Regions from separate parts of the Mus musculus genome. Here region 1 is linked to region 2. The links are chromatin contacts, called in public Hi-C maps. All regions are on one chromosome and are shown on one strand. The core of a region is the stretch at or near the end of the contact, and the rest is flanking DNA. Distances in the headings are between cores, read along the strand shown.

Region 1 (4,746 bases), core at 2,217-4,716, 200 kb after region 2:
CAAATTCTGTTGCTCACATCCCTCCCAGTTAAAAACATTTCAAATGAAAAAGACCCGCAGAATAAATCAAAACGTGGATGTGGACTTAGTTCAAATGCTGGCTCTACACCCGCCGTTAAGGGACCTTGGACGGAAGGCTCTCCATCCTGTGTACCATGCAAGGCAGGCACAAGCAGGTACAGTGCCCCATGTCCCATAACTCAGAGAGGTCTGAGTGGGTATTAGATGCTGGGTACCAGACCTCACCTCTGTGGCGTCTTGGGTAAATCCCTTTACCTACAGGGTCTGCTTTCAGTAAGAAGGACAATTATTAGAATCTAACCTTTGTTTCATGAACCACTCTGGGGGTCAAATGACCCTTTCACGGGGGTCACATATTAGGTCACATATCGTGGTTCATAACTGAAGCAAAATTGCAGCTGTGAAGTAGCAACAAAAATTAGTTTATGGTTGGGGGGGGGGGGTGAAAGGGCCGCAGCATCAGGAAGGCTGAAAGCCACTGGATCAAAAGTCTGTTATTCTTCACAAGATTGTCACACACAGGGTGTGAAGGCTTGATGATGAAGAGTGACGTCATTCCCGATAAAGAGAACATCCACACCCTAATGTGACTTTCTTGTCAGATTTGTAACTGAGGCCTGAGAAAGATATTTCCCAATGAGGCCTCAGCAAGGAGCAGAGAGCATGGCCTTCAAAAGTAAGCACACTTAGCTCACCAAGTTCATAGCATGGCATTAGATTCCTTCCCAGTTCCGTTGTACTTGTGGGACACTGTGGCTCTACAAGGCTCCTGAGATCCACATGGGCTCTCTCCATTGCCCATGGGCAATCTGTGCCTGCCTACTGGGGACCTCCTCAGGGCTCTGCTTGCTAGTCCTGCAGGCTGTGAGCACTGCAGATGTCAGGGCTTCCCCCTTAGATGCCTCTGAGTCCCCAGTGCTTGTCTCTCTCAGTGTGTTAATCTTTGACGCCCTGTGAATTGATGAGGAGCGCTTAGCGGGACTGCGGCACTCAGTAAATGGTACTGCTGTTATTACACGCCCATAGATTTGTCTCTTTTAAAATAAGCTTACAGATGTCTGCACTCATCTCAATTAGCAGACTCGAGCAGAGGGCGTTGTCCACTGCCAGCATCTTTGGCTTTCTAGAAGATTCTCACCAAAGAAAGATGACAGTGGCCCCAGCATTCACAGTACAGTCCCAGCTGTCTGAACTCACACTTGGTGAATTCACAGCATCTTCTTGAAAAAGTGTGAAGTGGGAGTGTGGCAGGGGCAGGGGAGGGAGAGGTTGGGGGAGGGGAGGGGTGTAGGGGACATAGGGTGGGAGGCAGCCAGGGACAGAAAACCTGGGTCTAGGTTCCAGACCTGCCCTAGTTTGAATTGTAGCATGGAACTGTGTGGTCTGGGGAGAGTTATATCAGATGTGAAACAAAGTTAAGGAGCTCTGGGTGGCCGTGGTGGTAGACCCAAAGTGCAGGCTCTGTAAACTTGGCAAGGATTGAGATCTCCTGTTCTGGAAGTGAACCTGAGCCACCAGGTTTCTCCCTCATCTGTCCCTTCACTGGGTTTCTAGGTGATGCCAAGGCTGGGATCAGAGTAGTTCTTTGTAAGACAAAACAAAACAACAACAAAACCACAATAGAAAGACTTGAAGATGTTGACTTAGTCAGATGAGAGAACCCAGCTCCTTTTATGTCATGGATTTGCTACAAGTTTTCTTCCAGGCTAGTGAAAAAATAACTTTCTTCCCTTATATGGCTTAAGCCATGAGTCCTTTTTTCCTGTCTCAACATTCTGGACCTTCAGTGTGATCTTGTTTTGTTTGCTTCTAAACATGTTTTGTAATAATCACAAGAGCCACAGTGTTCCCACAAAGTATCTGCTAGCATTCCCTGCCTCAACGCCTGGGAGATCCCCCACAGCTCTGCCTGGCTTACCTGCAGTGTGCCTCGAAGAGGGAAGCCTTCTAAATGGTTGCCAAGTGATAGATTCCCTGTGGGGATAGGAACAGCAGTGCTTCCCAGCAGTGTTGTAACTGACAAGGAGGCCCATGCCATCAAAGTGGCTCAACAGCTTCCTGATATTTATAAGAGATTTCGGTGAAATGGCCACTCCGACCTTTGTGACCATACACACTGACCCATCTGTTGTTAGTCAGCGTTTGTCCATTTGTCTATCTGCTCTCTACCTGTTCTACTTCCCGTCAGTCCTTCAAATAATCTTTGGACACCTGCCATTCTTAGGGACATTCTGCTGCGAGACCAAGCTCAGTGGACTGGGAGACAGGAGACTCTGCTATTGTCTGTTCCACGGGAGGCCACTTGTCTGTGACACCTCCCTCCAGAATGAACCCAAAGGCCAGTGACCCCCTGAGAGTCACCAGGCATGTGCAGATGGCTCAGGTGTATGCACAGTGAGGCGTTTAGGCATCCTTCAAAAGGCCTATTGTGTTGTGGGGACTCTAGAGTGATGGTTCGGATGACGGTGTAGCCGTGTGATGGTTGTTCTGTGGATGGTTAAGGGAGGTAGACAGAGCACGGCATGGAAGTCCTACACCCATCTTCTTCTTTGCCTTTTCTTTGTTCTCTTTTTACGACTCCAGTAACGGGAGTTTTATTACAGCAGTTTGTGTTCTCAGCTCTTTTGCTAAGGCTCTGCATAATTTATGATCTAGATTCCAAAATGTTAGTGAATTGCTCCACCAGAAATAATGGAATGTGACAGCAGTGGATTCCTCATTCTTGGCCCAAATATTTGTGTCTGTGGTTTGCAAGTCATTTCATAGCATGACTGCTGCATTGCTCAAGCTGTTACCAGGATGGATTCTGACAAAGGAAGAGAATTTGGGTGACTATAAAAGCACAAAATGGGTGGGTCAACAGCACTGCACTTATGTGCATAGGGGTTTGGGTGGGGTGGGGAGAGGCCTCCTGCCCTCTCCTCCAGCAGGTGCACTCTATCCCTCAAGCCAGGCAGAAAAGCTGTATTAGGTTTGTGATTTCAACCCCAGCCTCTGTGCTGATTAGCCCCCACTGGGCACCATCCTGCCTGAATAAAGCAGTCATCACAAGAGGCACCCAGGGAAAAACGTCCAGGGTGCAGTGGTGACTGTGAAGCCTCAGGGAAACTCCCGTGCACCAAAGGCACTGTGCTGACCCTTCTTTATTAGGACATCACCCAGCAATGTCAAATGTCAGAGATCTGGAGGCAGAATCTACTATAAATGCAAAAATCACTTAAATGGTGGAGGAGGAGGAGGAGGAGGAAGAGGAGGAGGAGGAGGAGGAGGAGGAGGAGGAGGAGGAGGAGGAGGAGAGGAGAAGAGGAGGAAGAGGAGGAGGAGGAAGAGGAGGAGGAGGAGGAGGAAGAGGAGGTGGAGGAGGAGGAGGAAGAAGAGGAGGAGGAGGAGGAGTCACAGCACAGAAAAGACTGTTCCCTGTGTTGATGTGGCTTTGTTGGTGAGTCACAGGGGCTTAGTGGCCACAGAACTGAATGTCTGAGGCACTGGGAGGTTCGTCTTGGTATTGAATTGTCCTTCCTATGGCAAAAATGAGGCAAAATCATCTGACCAGATTCCTAGACTCCCCCTGAGGCTGGGGCTGACAGGAAACAACAGCTGTAGACTCTGAGGAGGAGCACAGCTCCAGAGCCCTGTTCTAGCAGACAGCTGCTTTTTCTCTGAACAGAACCACCGACAAATCGCCCAGTGACCTGTTCACTCATGGCTGCACCAGCACAGGGATCATGGAAAGGATTACAAAGTGGACGCCTTGGGGCTGAGACACAAACACCACTGCCTGCCCCTTCACTGATTGGCTTTGTATCAACTGTATCTGAGATACATAAAGAGAAAAGGTGGAGAAAGCAACATTCTTCCTGGTGTTTTTCAACAAATACAAGATCTGAAAGATGACAAGGCTGAACAGAGCAACACATGATAGCCGTGATAGGGCTAGTGCAGGGGCATGGTCGAGGACACCCTCTCATACAGAGATGAGTGAGGTCCAGAAAGCTGGTCTTGGGTTGTTAGAATTATTGGTTTACTATGTCCCTATGAAAGACACACAATCCAGATATTTTATTTATAAGCCAAATGTCTAGATTGGGTAGATTGAAGGCTATTCTAATTTATTACCCAGTCATTCAGTCCCTTGTTATTTTGTTTCTCCCTGCAGTGGGAGTCTGGTCCGTGGCAGCTTCCTCTTCAGTGTCTGCCCTCTTCCCTTCCCCAACCTGGAACCTCCTCTGGAACCTCCAGTCCTGTCTTACTCCCTCGAGGCTCTGCCCAATCACAGGCGCTGGCCTTTTATTGACCAGTTGAAATGGGGAGAAGGTTCACATGGCATCTGCTCGTAGGAGGCAACCTCACACTGAGGAACCCGTTTTTAGCTACAGGATGCAAGCAGCGTCAGACCCACTACAGTCTTGGGTTCGAATGCCAACATTGCTCTTTACTCCTTGCTGACCTGTAGAACCACAGTCCTGAGACTTAATAGCAACAATGTTTCATGTTATTTAGTGATAGGACACCTCCTCCTCTTCCCCCTCCTCTTCTGCATTTAAAATATTAATTCCAGTCTTAGATTTTTGGGCCAAGCTAATAAACCCATAATTGAAAAATAATTCCAGTAACTGTTTCTCCAAGTGTAAAAAAAAAATCAAGTCTTAGGAATCTGACCTGAAGAAATGCATATTTCTGATCTATAGGTTTGTTTATATGAATAAGTAAAAGAGCTATAAAGCC
Region 2 (4,443 bases), core at 115-2,614:
TTGGCCTTGAACTTGTGACAACCCTCTGCCTCTGAAGCTTACAGCAGAAGCCATCATGCCTGGCTGAATACCTGTAATTGTAAGTCTCTGTTGTGGCCTGGTGTTTTATTTCTTCACTCGTCCAAAAATCTGTCTTCTGGAGGGTTCTGGGGGGAGGGAATGCGTGAAGTTCTAAGTAGTTCCAGTGACGTCACTGAGGGTGGAGCTGAGCCCGTTTGATCTGTTATAGCTCCCCTATTCTACTCTCTCAGCATTTTCCTGCCAGTTAATTACACAGCGGCTTAGGGGACAATTCCATAACATGCTGAAGACAGCTTCGCTGAAGGCTGACACACTTTCCTCCTTGGTTACACAGCTAATGGCCACTCAGGGATAATTAGTGAGGAGAAACTCCAACGGTCCAATTACTGTCTTCTCAAGGTTCCCCCCCTTCATTCTTCTTTGCTCAAATCTTGAGAGATTGCCCTCACTGTAGGTATTGCTTGTGTGCTATTTAAAACTGGGTTTTTCTCCGTTCAGTCAGACAAAAGGTAGGAGACCTATATTTAGCATGTGAGGGGAACACCCTGTGAGGAGAAGCTGATGTCCTGCAGTGTGGCCCTGGAGCAAGCAGCATTCGGAGAAGTGGCAGCCAGTATTTTACAGGCCACAGCTATGCCTGGGTTTCAGTTCCTGGGTTAAGACTTGTACCCTGTCCGTGCACTGAAAAGGTTTGAGCTTTTCTTCTCCCGAGTTGCTAGAGCACCCATGGCTTTGTATGGTATGTAGATTAGCAGTCAGATGGGCCATCTTTCTGTCAGGAGATCTTGGCTTGGGGTATTATAGCTTACCAAAGTAATGAAAATGTATGTGCATATGCCTCGGTAGGAAAACCGTGTGAGCACACCCATCGCAGTGTTTGGTAGGTAGAGAGGATGTCTAGCCCTTGTAAACTTCTGAGTCAACTAACCAGGCCATGTGTTGTCTGCTCTTTTGGGAAGTCTGTCCAACAAAAAACACAGTGATTTCATTCTTTTTCCGAAGGTCCATGTGAGCCTTAGGTGCTGCTTAGTGGAACTGGGCAAGCAAACCTCTGTTTCTGAATTTTGTCCAAACAGGGAAAAAATGACTATGTTAAAAGAAATTCCTTTGGGGGGGGGAACCCCTGCCTTCTGGAATTAATATCGTGACTGTGCTGTATAGATGCCACTTGTGTGAATGTTTTCTTTATATATCTTGCCCCGTGAGCGTTTGTTGATGGAGCAGGCGTAATGAAAGCCTGTATCGTAAGGAGTTTGAATCTCTCCTTTCGCTGCCCTCTTCCTGTTTGGTTTAATGTCCCGGCTCCCTCACTCCAGCACTGGGGCTTTCCTAAGGGCCGGGTCAAGGTTAGCAGAGGCTTTCTGAAGTCTTCAAGTGATGGAGTCGAGCCATGCCTTGCAGACGGTCCTCTGGTCTTCAGAGGCAGAGGCGAGGGGCTGCATCCTACATGCAGTGACCATATAAGTGGTGTATGGCGAGGCTCTCAAGGGGCAATATGCATTTGAGGAATTATAAAGCAATATATTTTTTATATAAGACACTTTCAAATCATATTTACCTCTTGGTGGCTGTGGCTTATTATAAATAAATCTGCATGTAATTTTTATTTAAATATTACTTGAGGATAGTTCTAGAATTATGTTGAAAATAGTTTTTGGCCTTCATTTAGTGAAGTGATATTTCCCTTTAAATCTCTGTCATCAATTACTTGTCTTAATAAAAATCACAGCTGCTTACCCACGTGGCTGCTGGGGGAAGTCTTTGCTGCTTTTACTTTAAACTTTTCTGCTACATCTAGTTATTATGCGTGTGCAGGGTCTTGCTGTCTCACACATGACGTCAGAAGGCAGCTCCCTCCTTCCACCACAGGGATCCCAGGGATGGAATTCAGGCTCTGAAGCTTGGCAGCAAGCCCCTTTCCCCGCAGAGCTAAGCCATCTCTGCTTTCCTCGCAGAGCGGAGCCATCTCTGCTTTCCCCGCCGAGCCATCTCTGCTAGCTTCTGAACTTCTTCCATAATGGTTTCTACATTTATCTCAGGGCATTCTATTAATCTGGTATCTTAGTTATCTGGTGTTACTTTTCTGCCACCTAAGGATCTTAGCAAGTACACCGAGGGCATCACTAACCGTTCAAGTACCCCAAGATCGTTCTCTGGCACACCCTATTCTTTTCCTGTGTGATCCCAGGACCCTCCATCCATCTGAAGTGTTCATCTCCAGCTGAACGACTGTTTTGCTTTTCATCTGCTTTTATTTTATGCTGAATTTAATCCTGTGCCATGAGTTTTTGTTTCTTCCGTTTCTTCAGGGATTATCCTCCTCTTCTATGCAGCCTCCTCTTCTGGCTTTGGAACAGTCTGTTCCTTCTTAGTGAGGATCATCTATCTCAGTGTGGCAGGGGGAGCTCATGTATGGGCCAATCCAGCCATGAGCTCTGTAAATTCATCAGCACATATTAGGTGTCGTGTCCACTTGGATGTGTCCGCTGACTAGAGACTCTGCATCTAAGCCCTCACGGTCACCATCACCCTGCATTTTTAAGCGTGTGCAGCAATAAAGTGAAGACAAAGAGTTGAACTTGTTGGTTTGCATGCTTTTATAGGGCTTCCTAGGTCACTGAGTAGTTGAACCATCTTTACAGGTCACCCGTAGCTGCTTGCAGGAAGAGCTAGGGTGGCAGACTTTTAATTAAGCTTGTGAGTTAGATTCTGAGCACTTATTGTACATATTTTACTAGAATATAATTTTAAGTCATTAGTTATGCCTTAATAAAACAAATTATGCACTTAAAATAGTTAGTGAGAATTGACCAATTTTGTCCAAACCTGCTATAAACATTGTATTAATTACTACCTAATGCCCCCATTTATTTTGATTTATTAAGACAGGGTTTCACTATGTAGCCCTGGCTGGCATGGAACTTGCCTTGTAGATCAGGCTGGCCTCTAACTCATAGAGATTTGCCTGTCTTGGCCTCCAGAGTCCTGGGATTTAAAGGCATGTGGTATCCACCACACTTGGCTCTTCCATTTATTTTAAAGGAAAGCGTGTCCTCTTTTTCCCCCCACTCATTTCTATTGTTTGAGACTTTCATACATATCTATCATGGATTTGGATCAATTTCCCCACTCCCTCCCCTAAAGTCCCTCCAACCCCATCCCTTATAGGCCATCCTTCCCCTCCCCTCCCCTCCAGTCCCTCCCATACAGTCAGTTCTTCCCCTCCCTTCCAAACCCTTACCTTCCCTACAGCCCCTCCCCTCTCTTATAGTCCCTCTCCTCCCCTAGAGTCAGTCTCTCCCCTCTCCTACAGCCCCTCCCCTTCCCTACAGTCCCTCCCCTCCCCACTCCTCATGTGAACACAGTTTGCTCTGTTTAAACCCACTGGGCACACAAAGGGTTGCCAGTATGTGCATGATACAGGGCGTCTCCTAGAGCCCGAGTAGCTTCCTATGTCTTTATTTCCAAAGAAAACTAACTCGCCCCCACCCCAGCAGTCATTCCTCAGTCCATTCTGGGGTTTGGTCTGGTCTGATCTTGCATGGCTCTTGCTCATTCTTTCACGACCACCATGATGTCACACACAGGTCCAGCTGTCGGGTCGTATTGGAACACTATGTTTGACTGTAGCCATTCTGCCTCCTCTTCCTTTGATGAACCCTGAAGCTTTGGAGGAGGGGCCATGATAACTGCTGTCCACTGAGAGCTCACCACTGTGCAGGCTTGTACTCTGCGCATTGAATAGTTGTGGGGCTTGGTAATAATATTCATCTTCTGCACAGAGAGGCTTCCCTGATGAGGGTTGAAGGATGTACTGGCCCACACGTGTAATCATAAATCATTAGGAGTCCTTTTCATGCTATGACCCATTAGCAGAATAGTAGTAGTAGATTATTTCTGAGGGCCTATCATGTCTCTAGACAAGGGTTCTTGACACCACCAGCAGTGCCAAACATGGCTTTTGTCTTGTGGAATGGTTCTTAAATCCAGACAGAATGTGGTTGGTCGCCTCATACGTCTGTGCCATTATTGCAACAGTAGGTGTGTCTTGCCAGGCTCGTCACAGTCACTCTCATACTTGACAGTACTCATCGCTCGTGACTGCTTTCCCCCTCTGGCAGCATGTGGAGCATCTTCCCACTGTACAAAAGTGGCCAGCCGGTAGGGGTGAAGGTTCCAGGTTGGTGCCAGCTTGATTTCTCCACGTTTTATGACTCATGGATGTGATGTCTTTGGCAGTAGGATTTTACCATCAAGTTCTGGAGACTAGCCCAGAATAATGGCAGTAGCCTTTAACGCTAGGAGGTCTATGGGGCCCCACTGACTGACAACTCCAAAAGAGCTAAACTGTTGACGATACTGGGTTTTTTCCTTGATAGCCTGTGGTATCTAGGAGGGTCATTGTTCACTGCTGCTACAGGG

Evidence for each region. A called contact is a pair of places that touch in the nucleus more often than the background predicts.
Region 1: a Hi-C map of muscle stem cells shows a contact between it and region 2, with 1.6 times the contacts expected there. The contact joins two enhancer-like sites. A contact is called at or near these places in 9 of 39 promoter capture datasets (the C10 cell line, the HPC-7 cell line, cranial neural crest and 6 more), 4 of 15 datasets of contacts at CTCF or cohesin (CD8 T cells, the NIH/3T3 cell line, large pre-B cells and 1 more), 19 of 484 Hi-C or Micro-C datasets (the N1E-115 cell line, Th1 cells, Th17 cells and 12 more), 10 of 115 datasets of contacts at active chromatin or transcription factors (the NIH/3T3 cell line, PVALB interneurons, differentiating embryonic stem cells and 6 more) and 1 of 9 other capture datasets (embryonic stem cells).

Annotation. Positions count from the first base shown.
Region 1 is chr5:111,202,430-111,207,175 of GRCm38.p6, forward strand. The region is part of intron 6 of Ttc28 (tetratricopeptide repeat domain 28); the gene reads left to right. Among named protein-coding and RNA genes, the nearest start is that of Gm35628, 30 kb to the right of the region's middle. Within about 2 kb of position 3,467, at least 69 of the 459 cell types and tissues checked have an H3K27ac peak or open chromatin away from gene starts, as enhancers often do. A contact at or near this core is called in embryonic fibroblasts and muscle stem cells, where this site is marked.
Region 2 is chr5:111,006,192-111,010,634 of GRCm38.p6, forward strand. All of the region lies in intron 2 of Ttc28 (tetratricopeptide repeat domain 28), which reads left to right. Among named protein-coding and RNA genes, the nearest start is that of Mir701, 4.3 kb to the left of the region's middle. Within about 2 kb of position 1,365, at least 16 of the 459 cell types and tissues checked have an H3K27ac peak or open chromatin away from gene starts, as enhancers often do. A contact at or near this core is called in embryonic fibroblasts and muscle stem cells, where this site is marked.